2 separate regions of the Callithrix jacchus genome follow, and region 2 is linked to region 1. Evidence: chromatin contacts called from public Hi-C data. All regions are on one chromosome and are shown on one strand. The core of a region is the stretch at or near the end of the contact, and the rest is flanking DNA. Distances in the headings are between cores, read along the strand shown. Region 1 holds the start of LOC144576897. Region 2 overlaps ABL1 (ABL proto-oncogene 1, non-receptor tyrosine kinase).

Region 1 (6,409 bases), core at 3,270-5,769:
TATGGCCTCTGTAAATATTACCACCAATCTCTAGCTCAGTGGCATATAAAAATTCTCCATTAGCTGGGCATGGTGATGTGAGCCTGTAATCCCAGCTACCTGGGAAGCTGAGGCAGGAGAATCACTTGAACCCAGGAGGCGGAGGTTGCAGTGAGCTGATACTGCACCACTGCACTCAAGCCTGGGCAACAAGAGCGAAACTCTGTCCTGAAGAAAAAAAAAAGTTTTTCTCCAAAATCCTAATTTTCACTGGAAAGTTAAAATTTCATCATTGGCAACAAATACTACCTGTTGTTTTCTTTGAAAGATTTCCGCATACACTTTTAGTTTGAATAACCATGTTTGTCAGTCACAGTTTCAAGTAAAAATGGTAGTCCGTGAAAAAAGTGGCTAGTTCAGTTTGCAACCCAATCACCCACGTGCTTTTCCTAGAGATAACCATTATACTTTAGTACACGGTAGAAGTGCTTGATGTATACCTCCCTTTTTAACCCACAGAATATTAAGAAGACATACACAGCACAGTGGCTCATGCCTGTAGTCCCAGCACCTTGGGAGGCCGAGATGGGAGGATGATCTGAGGTCAGGAGTTTGAGACCAGCCTGACCAACATCAAGAAATCCCGACTCTACTAAAAATGCAAAATTAGCCGGGCATGGTGGCACATGCCTGTAATCCCAGCTACTTGGGAGGGTGAAGCAATGTCATTGCAATGCCTCACTTGAACCTGGAAGGCAGAGTGAGCCTAGATCGCACCACTGTGCTCCAGGCTGGGCAACAAGAAGAAAACTCCATCTCAAAAAAAAAAAAAAAAAAAAAAGACATACACAAGGGTCAAAATTTAATATATTTCTGCTGCTGCATCAAGGTATTTTCCAGTGAAATCTGACCAGGTGCAGTGGCTCATGCCTGTAATCCCAACACTTTGAGGGGCCAAGGCAGGCAGATCACAAGGTCAGGAGTTTGAGATCAGCCTGGCCAACATAGTGAAACCCAGTCTCTACTAAAAATACAAAAATTAGCTGAGCATAGTGGCAGGCCCCTGTAGTCCCAGCTACTCGGGAGGCTGAGGCAGGAGAATCACTTGAACCTGGGAGGCAGAGGTTTCAGTGAGCTGAGATCGTGCCACTGCATGCCAGCCTGGGCAGCAAGAGCGAAACTCTCTCAGAAAAAAAAAAAAAAAAGAAACCCGGTCTCTACTAAAAAATACAGAAATTAGCAGGGCGTCAGTGGTGTGTGCCTGTTGTCCCAGCTACTTGGGAGGTTGAGGCAGGAGAATCACTGGAACCCAGGAAGAGAAAATTACAGTGAGCTGAGATCACGACACTGCACTCCAGCCTGGGTAACACAGTGAAACTCTGATTCAAAAAAAAAAAGATATTTTTCAGTGAAAAGTGGATACACACACACACACATATATATTTTTTAAAGATGGGGTTTCACCATGATGGCCAGGCTGGTCTTGAACTCCTGACCTTAGGTGATCCACCCACCTCAGCCTCCCAAAGTGCTAGGATTACAGGCATGAGCCACCACCGCGCCCAGCCAATATCCATATATTTTTAAACTGTGAGTGCACGTCATGAAGAATGCAATGACTACAAATACAGCTAGTATTGTAACTGAGATTTGCAGGTTGTGTAGTTTCACAACCCCGATTCATGCTAAGATACTTATTTTGCTTTTGCACCATTAGTGCAAATGTCAACACAGAAAAAGAGACAAGATCTTAGTACTCTATTAATATGAAAATAGTTTTAGCCTCTGAACCCCTGAAGAGATATGAGGGTCACGTAGGGAAGTACACTGCTTTCTATACTAGTTTCCTAGAAATGAGATTACTAGGTCATCGGCACATACATTTCGAATTCTGTTAAGTTCTGCCAAAGCTCTCCAAAAAGTCTGTACCAATTTTCACTATGTAAGTTGCACATCGTATCTACTTAAAATGTAAATAATTTACTTTTTAAATCCTGAATTTGGGAGGCATCATAACCTAACACATGACCATATTTGCTGGCCTGAAAACAAAGCTAAAATAGAACTAATGTTTTAAAGCAAAGTAAAATCCAAGCACCCACATTTATTTAGATGAAGTAATATTTTCCTGCAAGAAAGTAAAACTTCAACTGTCAAATGCAAGTTCATCCAACAGAAACCTCTGTTGATTGCAGTCACCTATGGTTAAGAGGTATTTCTGAATGAATTTCAAAGCATACACCACTTGCACAACTTCATACGTTTGCTTACAGGATAGGTGGGCTCATTTGATTTTTTAACAGAAAGGACACAATCTGAAAACTGTCAGGCTGCAACAGTGCAAACAGTAACCCATAGATATCACTGTAAGCTGACCCTCAGCTTTACCTTCACACAGAATTACTAGACATCAACAACATAAAACGTACTGTCAGCACTCAAATGCCAAATACGTTCATAAAAATGTCAAAGATAACCTTTCTTGGCCCAAATGTCATTCTAAACAGGAGGAGAGAGGATGAAAGCTTGATCAGCGAGGAAGGGAATGCTCCTCATGGAACGTAAGACAGAAGCTGTGTATCTAAAATTCACAAGGAAGGCTGCTTTCCCCACTTGATTTTTCCCACATGGCTCCAAAGTGAATATTTTCAAGTCCAACTTATGATGGAAAAGGTCAAGGATACTCTTGTCAACCAGTATCCATGATTCTTAACCTTCTCAGAAACACAAACCACTTTGAGAATATGATAAAAGCTCCCTGTAGACAAAGCAGTAAAGAGTCCATGACTCCGGTTACAGCAGAATCACAAAACCATGGATCCTAAGACCCAACTTAAGTCCAACCGCCTCAGGAAACTGCGGCATGGCTTGTCCAAGGTCAGCAGTGAATTCCAAAAGGAATCAGGCAGAACACAAGCAACTCAAATAGATTTTGAATAAAGCCATAAGTAACTTTTTCTTATACAAAGTTCCACCAGAAACTTAAGAGATAACCACAGTGACAAAATTATTAAGTAGAACTGGAAGAAACTGTCCCAAGTACTGTTGTTCGAAAGTTCCCTGAAAGCCTAAGAGGAATGCATAAGAAAAAACCACGAGCAGAAATTTGGAAAAGCACTCACCATGTTCCACAAAAACATTACAGTGTGGGCCCCCATGCCTCGAGGACTCCTTCCTCCCTGCTCCTTTGATAAAATGCAGGGCAGGCAAACTTGGCCTTCTTTGGTCCCCAAGAACTTTTCCAGGCTGCTGCCCCATAAAGTAATACTAGGTACCCCTTTCCAGAAGAGGGTTCAAGATCTTCCAGAACGGTCAGCAAGCATAGAGGGAAATGATGGCATATACGTGGGATTTCACATTCGCTTCTTCTTCACAAGTCAGCAATTGAAGTCAATCACAGAAAGGCATCTTCCATTATAAAAGGAAGCACGTTTTTTAGGTTGACACTTGCAAACAGGAGTTCCAATTATTTTCGAAGTTATCAATTTGAAGTAACGTAATTGCAGTGTTACCCAAAAGTTTCTTGATTTTTTTTTTACGGGCTGGATTTTTTTCTTTTAAAGAAGAAAAATCTAAACAGAAATATTCACAGGGGATGCTGAAAAGTCAGTAATGCTAGTCATTTCAATTCCCACATATAAAGGAAACGCTGATCGTCTTTGGCCCCTGCTCCAGAACTTTTCCTGTGGAAGTCACCAACCCCCTATCTTAGCTTCTTCATCTTCCAACAAATTTCCTGCCGAACTAGCAGCCGCTCTCGCTTCTCTGCTCTGCTCGCCGGAAAAGGACACGGGTCACCCAGATTTCAGCTAGTTTGCCCTCGACTCTGACGAAAAGGAATGCATTGCCAGCAACTTTTAAGTCCTCTTTTTAAAAGGCCTATGGAACCAATCCAGACTTTTCCTTTGCATTAAAGTTTCTGGCTGAGCTGAGACTAAGGGGGCTGTAGGTGACATTGGAAGAAGTCAGGGCATTAGAGGCTCGCGGGAGCCACCTTGGGGGAAGGGGAGACCCCTTGACAGTAGGGGAGGGATTTGAATGGGAAGCTCCGTGGCCAAACTTGGGGCCGGGATCAGGAGCAAGGGGCGGCTCGGGGCTAAGGGAAGCTGCCGGGGCGCGGCACGGGCGGCTTACTCCGGGGCGACGCTCTTCCAAGCCTCGGAAAATGGGGTGTCCCAAGCTGGGGGAAACAGACCATCCCCCAGTGTCCCAGAGCCGGGGCGGGGCTGTAAGGCACGAAGGACTCTCGAGGCCCCAACAGCGGAAGGCGGGCGCCGTGTAGAGGAGGCCCGGCCGCCTCAGCTGCCCCAAGCCCGGGGGTCTCTGCCTGAGACACCTCCTCCCCCGGCCCCGGACACTGACACCACCACCGCCCCCAGGCAGTCACATCCCCCGAGCTCTGTCGAGGGACTCAGACGCCCCCCGCCGATAGGGGCCGTGGACAGCGAAGGGGCTCCTCAGTCGCAGGACCCGGGAACCGGCTCCGGCTCCAGCGCTGCTCAGGAACACACACCAACCCCCGCGGCCGCCATGATGGATTACGAGCCGCTCCACAACGAGGCCAGGCCCCGCCCTCGGCCCCGCCCCCGGCGACGTCCGGAGCCCGCCTCGCGGGGACCGGGATGTCCCCGGCGCCGCTTTCCCGGCACGTCGCCGCTCCTCCCGGCTCTGCTTCCCTTGTCTGCAAGAGCCCAGCCCCGCACGACCTTTTAAATGTGGCTTCTCTGAGCGCAAGGTGAGTGGTAAGGAAGCACTCGCCTTCACTGTACTGCCATTGGGCCCCGAGAATCCGGGTCAGGACTCTCTCCTCCGTCCTATTGGCCAGTGAGGGCAGTAGGGGCGGATCTCCCAGCCAACCGAGTTTGGCGCAGTCCGCGATGCATACCGGGAGTTGTGGTCCCACGGCGCCCTCGTGAGTCTGATCGCACCGAGACTCCTGGCACCCGCCCCGACAGCGGGGCCTCGGCCGCCCCGCCCTCCTGGGACCCGGTGGACTCTCCTCGGCCTCGCGTCTGCCCGGCGCGAGTAGTGAGACCGGGAAGAGCCAAAGCGAGGGAAAAACTACGGATTGGATTTTCCTAGAACCGGAGTTGATGACTTCCTTCAGTCTCTAAGGGAGAAAATTTGGTTCGCTCCTAGAAACCAAGGTTTTTGGCGCCTCTCAACCCCTTCACCCTCCAGAAGGCATAAATATTAGAACAAGCGAAGAAGTATACAGAAATAGGGAAAACATCCGACATGTTGCTAACGAATTCAACTATTTATTTGGGTATTAGGAGGCTTACTCATTACAGAAACGGCATTTGTTGGGAGAGTTTGCCAGGCGCTGTCAGATGTTTGCCTCGGAAGGAACCTTTAAGATTATAAACATGTCACAGGTGAACACGTGTTCACATGAAAACATCCTCTGTTCGCCAAGAAAATGCCCAGATGGTTGGGTTTAGCAAGTCTACAGAACCAATGACCTAGACGTACCAAAGCCACACCTGACATAATTCATGTTTTACGCCTAAAAAGCATCTTGGTCCCCTGTTGGCTTTCCACGTCTGCAGAGCAGTGCACCTAACCGGGATCCCACTTCTTTCTTCTTTCCTTTTCTTTTTTCAGATGGAGTTTCGCTCTTGTTGCCCAGGCTGGAGTGCAGTAACCGGATCTTGGCTCACTGCAACCTTCACCTCCCGGGTTCAAGCGATTCTCCTACCTCAGCCTCCCAAGTAGCTGGGATTACAAACATGCACCACCACGAGTGTCTAATTTTTGTATTTTTAGTAGAGACGGAGTTTCTCCATCTTTGCCAGGCTGGTCCCGAACTCCTGACCTCCCAAAATGCTGGGATTACAGGCGTGAGCCACTGCACCCTGCCCAAGATCCCATTTTTTAAGAATGGATCCACTTATCAGGCCTACTTTATACCCAGCACTGTTAGCACTTTCCATAAACTACATTATCTCATGTAATCCTCACTGTAGCCCAGTGAGGCATGTAATACTATTCCCCATAATACAGATGGGGAAACAGGTTCAGAGATATGACCTCCCTACCCAAAGGCACTTGGCCAATTATGTGATAGTCACAATTTCAGCCCAGGCTGACCTTGCTCCAAAATCCATGGTTCCCACTGTACCATTCAGTCTCAAAAACCTGTTGCTCTGAGACCACTGATTTTTCAGAAGTTGCTACTGGTATCTGAGGAACAGCAGCAAGAATGTTGTATATTCAGCTATTAAGTACTTTAGAAATATTTCTGCTGCATTGAAACATGCCACTTACTTTTGATACTGGTTTCAAAAGGAATTAGTTACTTGCAAGGTACTGAATGACAAACATGAAAAACTGTAGCGATTTAGAACTGGACCCGATCAATTCTGACCTGATTTGGTTTGGCTCTGTTCTCTTACAAACTTACCTGGCTGACAATCCTAGTTCTGAT
Region 2 (5,875 bases), core at 2,486-4,985, 140 kb before region 1:
TTAAACCTGGGAGGCCGAGGTTGTACTGAGCTGAGATCATGCCACTGCACTCCAGCCTGGGCAAGAGTAAGACTGCATCAAAAAAAAAAAAGAAAAGAAAAGAAAAGAAAAGAAAAGAAAAGAAAAGAAAAAGAAGAGAAGAGAAGAGAAGAGAAGAGAAGAGAAGAGAAGAGAAGAGAAGAGAAGAGAAGAGAAAAGAAAAGAAAAGAAAAGAAAGAAAGAAAAAGTCCTATCTGAGAAATATCCAGGGTCCTTAAGGTGACCCAAAAACATGTCCCCACCCCAGTGCCAGTCCTGCCCCAAAGACAGGTGTGTCGAATAACAGCATCAGGAAACCACCTTTGGTTTCTAGGACTAAAGAATGTGATACTTTAAGGCAGCTGCTTTGTACCAGCCAGAGATCATACTTCCCATTTCACTATGCCTTTGAGTGAAGGCATCAGGTAAGTCAGAATCCCTAAAAGGCAGGCATGTAGCCGCAGCAGTCTCAATGTGTGCACCTGATTTCTGAGACACATGCACAAACTAAGTTCTATTTTTCCCAGAGGTGGATGTTTCAGTTTTTTCCTAATAGCTACAAAAAGGGGCTCCCTCTCTTGATTTCTGTGCAAAGGTCAATGTAATCAAAGTTCATTTAAAACAAGTGGAGATAATGTAAGTCAACACTAGGGGACACCCTCGCCACAGGGAAAAGCCCAGATCACATTTTGAAGAACACGGAGGGCTGAAGATGAAAATTTCCTTCCCTTGGCACCCTAAGGATTTCAAAGAACTTCAAAAGAAGAAAAAGCCTGCCTGGAAACTACAAACACTATTCATTAGTGGAGAGGGTGAAAGTTACAGTTAACAAGAAAGAACGGACTGTATCTGAGCTGGTAAAAAGCGAGTTTCCCTGACGCCTTTCTAGCTGGGGCCTTTCCATCTCTGTCTGCAGGAGTCTGGGCAGCTGCAGAATTGGAACCCACTGGTGATGCCTTCCAAATCAGCCAACAAAATTCACACACGAGTCAAACGCATTTCGGTTACATCTTCTTTCAAAACTCAGAGATCCTTTTCTCCTCCTTAACTCTCCATAGGAAGTGATCTCCATGCTGAACGAACAGAATGGAAATCCACAGCTTTAAGAGAACCTTGCCACAGAATGAGAAAACTTCTCCAAATGACTCATCTTTTACACCAAAACCCCTCCAAGCTTGTCAGCTCTCACCACGTGTGGAAACACACTGGGACTATAAGAATGATTCCACTCCTACGAAGAAACAAGGATGACCTAAGACCGAAAACTCAATTCCTTGGCACCAATGAAGCCCTCAGATGGCAGGTGGAAGGCAGGTTTCTGGGCAGGGGCATCAGCTGCTGCCCGCAGACGCCTCACCCTACGTACCCTGGGTGCCCCGGCGGTCCCGGCCTACCTTCAAGGTCTTCACGGCCACTGTCAGACTGTACTTCTTCCACACGCCCTCATACACCTCCCCATACTGGCCCCCGCCCAGCTTGTGCTTCATGGTGATGTCGGTGCGCTCCATCTCCCACTTGTCGTAGTTGGGGGACACGCCGTAGACAGTGGGCTTGTTGCGCTTGGGGGCCGGATAATGGAGCGTGGTGATGAGCCCGTCGGCCACTGTTGAGTGATGATGAACCAACTCGGCCAGGGTGTTGAAGCGGCTCTCGGAGGAGACGTAGAGCTAAGGGAAAGAGGGAACAGCTTCAGCCCACAGAGACAGGCCAGCTCAAAGGGCTCATGTGAGCCAGTTTGGCTGAGCCTTAATTCACTGCACAGCAAAACCTCAGATAAGCGGTTCCCCATACAGGACTGAGTGTTTAGAAAACCGCTACTGCTGTCTTTCTCTGTGTGCTATAACTTACTTGCTCAAGCAGAAAGACACAATAAAAGGTCCCAGGGCCTCTGTACCTGCTGCCGCTCCCTCTGCCTGAAATCTCCCACCCCCTCATCTTCCGTGCCCAGTTCTCACTTCTCGTTCCAAGGCCAGTTTAAATGTCCGTGAAGTCTCCAATCACCCAATCTAGAGTCATCACCCGGCACTGGTGGTCCTACCACCTGTCTTACTTCTCGACAGTGGACCCTCCACTAGCTCATAATTTCCTGTTTATCTGCTTAATTACTGTCTGTCTTGACCTAATAGCAGGGAAGCTTCATGAAAGCAGAGCCCTAAGCTGTTTTCATTCTGATGTTGGGAACAGGAAATCAACATGTAGTAAGTACTCAATAAATAACTGTTGATCAAATTAGCACACAGTAGAACTTGGTATTTGCTGGTAGGAAAAAATAAAGAATTTATTTAATTTTTAATTTAAAAGGAATAAACCTAGAATGAAATAGTGATTAGAAGATGAAAACTACTAAATACATCCAACACGAGGAAGCAAAAGGAAGGATTTACAACACAAGATCATGTGGTCCCCGGGTAAGAGCCACAGCAGGTGGGGACCTGAGGGCAAACTTGGCATGCAGAGTTCACATCTGGACACAACAGAGATGGAGAGGAAGGAGAAAGAGCAGGCTGGCAGAAAGCAACAGGGGGCGCCAGCTACCTGTTTTCTTCTCATTGGTGTGACAAGGGAATGCTTCCTTACCAAAAACAATTCCACATTAAAATCCACACAAAATATCTGGACCCCAGGCACATAACTGAATCTATTGGCTTGCTCAGGGCAGCCAACCATCACTGAAGGTGGAAAGATGACTTAAAAACACGACTGGGCATCCAGAAGACTTGCCCAAACTGCAAAGATGTGGGAAGAAGAAACACATTTGGGATAATGGTGATGCTTGGGACAAGAGGGAGAAAAGGGAACAGGGTCAGGCTTCGACTATAACTGTAATATGTTATTACTTAAAAAAAAGAAGAGGGTTCTTGCTGCGAGTGTCTCTTTGAGGATGAAATAAAAGGGCAGCAGCAGCCTGAAATACACACAGCAGGGCCAAGGCCTTTGGCTGTGGGTTACATCAGGCACCACTACTATAGGTCTGTAATAGTAAATAAGAAAAATATATTTAAAAGAAGGTACCAACAAAATATACAAGTCAGTCCCATCGACAACTCTCAAGAAGGTAAAAAGGATTTTTCAACACGGAGGTTTCTCTTTCGTTTTGCTTGGGGAGAGAACACAAGCGCATTCCTAAAACTCAGGCAAGCCAAAGGCACACGCTTTGGGGTTACAATCTTTTGGTAACAATCTTACTAAAATAAAATTCTAATAAAGGCAAAACTTGTCCAGAAAGATTGTTCCACTCTGGGGAACTTGCTCCTGGTATAAGGGGTGTGGCCTGGGAACACTGGCCCTCTGCAAGACAGGGGCTCTGAATGGCAGGACTTTTCAGGATGTGGTGGTCCGGATTTGATTCTTGAGAGCTCTGAAGAGAAGCCTCTGAGTGAATTGCTCTAGGGACATGCCATGAGTCATGCTCAGACCCACGAAGGCACACACAGCAATGCTTCGGGGAGCGGAAGTCGGCCCCGCTGAGGCTGCCGTTAGCTTCACACCCACACAGTGACGTTCACTCACTCTCTTCAGTGCTAGTCACCAGCACAAGTGCTGTACACAAGGAAAACTGAGTGCAATGTGGGGTCAGCCCCAATTCCCTGCCCCTCCGGAAGGCTGTCAACTGTCTAATGACTTCACTGCAGGTGGCAAGTGCTCCCACCCCTCTTCTCGGTTAGCTCAGCAGATGGTATGTTCCCTACCAAGGAGTCTAGAGAAGTGAGAAAAGCCATTCCAAGAAGACATTCCTGGAATCAGAGCACCACTCCCACCTTGGAAATCAGTGGCATGGTACCAGGTCACAGAGCCCGTGTGGCCTGCTGGCCCCAGGGCAGGGCACCTGGGAGCAAGTCTCATTATCTCTCTCTCCCTTCCGAGCAGGAAGCACACAGGCCTCAAAGGAGTGCTTCCCAACTGGTGGATCAGGTCCCTTCACTCCAGCATGGAATGCTAATGGCTCCCCTAAGTCCTAGTTTATGGCAGAATTTGTTCTTGGGCTCATGTGATTACCCCATAGGCTACTGCGTGAGAGATTTCAGTTGCAGGCGGTTTCACTGAAAGTCCCAACTTTATCCTTTTCAATAATTAAATTTACAGACCTTGTGACTTAGTTCATTTTTCAACATAAAACTTACACACTGACACTTACTAAATATTAAAACCATCCTCCCTCAAATGCATGGCATATTTGGTTCACAGCAGTCTTCCCCATGTCCCATTAACAGTCAAGGCCGACGTTTCCTTCTGATTAGTTCTAGTTTTTGAGCAGCATTTGCTGGGGAACTGTGTGATCATCAGGAATTCATGGCATGTTCAGGGAAGAAAGTCAAGTTAGTGTCATGAATGGCATGTCATTATGTTATGCACCTGGTTCCATTAACAACACTCAGGTGCTCAGCCAGGGCTGCTGCCTCTCCCTAATCATGCATGAACCTGAAGGATAGGATTTGTCAAAGAAACTCTTAGAACACCGTTTTGCAGGGCGCAGTGGCTCACACCTGTAATCCCAGCACTTTGAGAGGCCGAGGCAGGCAGATCATGAGGTCAGGCGTTTGAAACCAGCCTGGCCAACATGGTGAAACCCCATCTCTACTGAAAGTACAAAAGCCGGGCACAGTGGCGGGCACTTGTAGTCTCAGCTACTCAGGAGCTGAGGCAGGAGAATCACTTGAACTCGGGAGGCAGAGGTTGCAGTGAGCCAAGACTGTGCCACTGCACTCCAGCCTGGGCAACAATGCAAGACTCTGTCTCAAACAAAAGAAAAAGACTCTTTCTTCTGACAGGCCTAACCCACGGAGCTTAGAACTTGGCTGCCTTGGGCCCTTAGACCCAAGGGTCCCACCTCAGACATAATGTTTACAGGTTGCTCAGCCAGGAAGCGAGTTCCCCCGAGAGCTGCTCACACACAGCAGGAGGGCAAGCCCCAAGTACACAAGAACGGTCCAAGCTCCTCCACCAGGGCACATGTGCCTGCTGAGCCAAGGTCAGGGCGAGTAAAGCCTAAACATCCAAGAGGCTGTGCAAATGGTCCCTTCCTGCCACTCTGCTCAAGTTTCGTGCCCTGGATCTGTCCCTTCAGCAAACCATGAAAATAAATGTCAACTGGGCAAATTTCTTTCAAGAAAGAAAAGACTCTATTAAGGCCTAGAAGGAATTGAGGAATATGACAGCGGCATCTCACAGAATTCAATGAGGTGTGGACATAAACATTCAGAACTAAGAACTTCAGGCAGGAGGCAGTGAAGAAAAATCAATCTTCAGTTCTGCTAAGTCAAAAGAGGGTTACAACTTTGGGAAAGTATCAGAAAAATGAGAGGCAAATCCCAGGCTATCCAGAGATTTCTGAGACAGTCAAGGCTCCCAGGAAATGGCAATGGCTCAGTTCAGCATTGGTCCCTTCAAGAGTCCAGCTCAAGACCTGCAGTCCCCAACTCTGGACCTTGAGCTGGTGGTCCTGGGCTGACTGATGAGCCACAAGGGCTGCTGAAAGCTCACAACACTAGAAGAGAGGTAAGTAAGAGCCAAGAGGGTGGAGGCAGAAAGAAATCCTCTGGGGCCTCACAGAAGAATCTTCTAAATTCAGTTGTTTTCTAAAGATTAGCTAATTTAAAAATAAGAACTAAACTTATTTAACCCCAGCCTGTTCCTCCTACCAGTCTTAAATTTTCCCCTCAGAAATCCAAAAAAGGGGCTGGGCATGGTGGTTCACGCCTGTAATCTCACCACTTTGGGAGGCCGAGGTGGGTGAATCACCTGAGGTCAGGAGTTCGAGACCAGTTTAGCTAACATGGTGAGACCCCGTCTCTGCTAAAAATACAAAAATTAGCCAGGTGTGGTGGCGCATGCTTGTAGTCCCAGCTACTTGGGAGGC

What was found. Hi-C and Micro-C count contacts between places; a contact is called where the count stands out from the background.
Region 2: a Hi-C map of induced pluripotent stem cells shows a contact between it and region 1, with 4 times the contacts expected there. The contact joins the enhancer-like site here to the promoter of LOC144576897 in region 1. A contact is called at or near these places in 3 of 3 Hi-C or Micro-C datasets (induced pluripotent stem cells and skeletal muscle).

What each region holds. Positions count from the first base shown.
Region 1 is chr1:179,370,879-179,377,287 of calJac240_pri, reverse strand. LOC144576897 reads right to left here and starts at 4,519. Exons shown (of 1, transcript XM_078329682.1): 1 at 3,837-4,519. The coding sequence starts at 3,935. The coding sequence ends at 3,837. ABL1 (ABL proto-oncogene 1, non-receptor tyrosine kinase) reads right to left here and starts at 4,519. Exons shown (of 11, transcript XM_002743402.7): 1 at 3,102-4,519. The coding sequence starts at 3,237.
Region 2 is chr1:179,509,396-179,515,270 of calJac240_pri, reverse strand. It overlaps ABL1 (ABL proto-oncogene 1, non-receptor tyrosine kinase), which reads right to left. Exons shown (of 11, transcript XM_002743402.7): 4 at 1,413-1,685. Among named protein-coding and RNA genes, the nearest start is that of QRFP, 32 kb to the left of the region's middle. Within about 2 kb of position 3,735, at least 5 of the 16 cell types and tissues checked have an H3K27ac peak or open chromatin away from gene starts, as enhancers often do.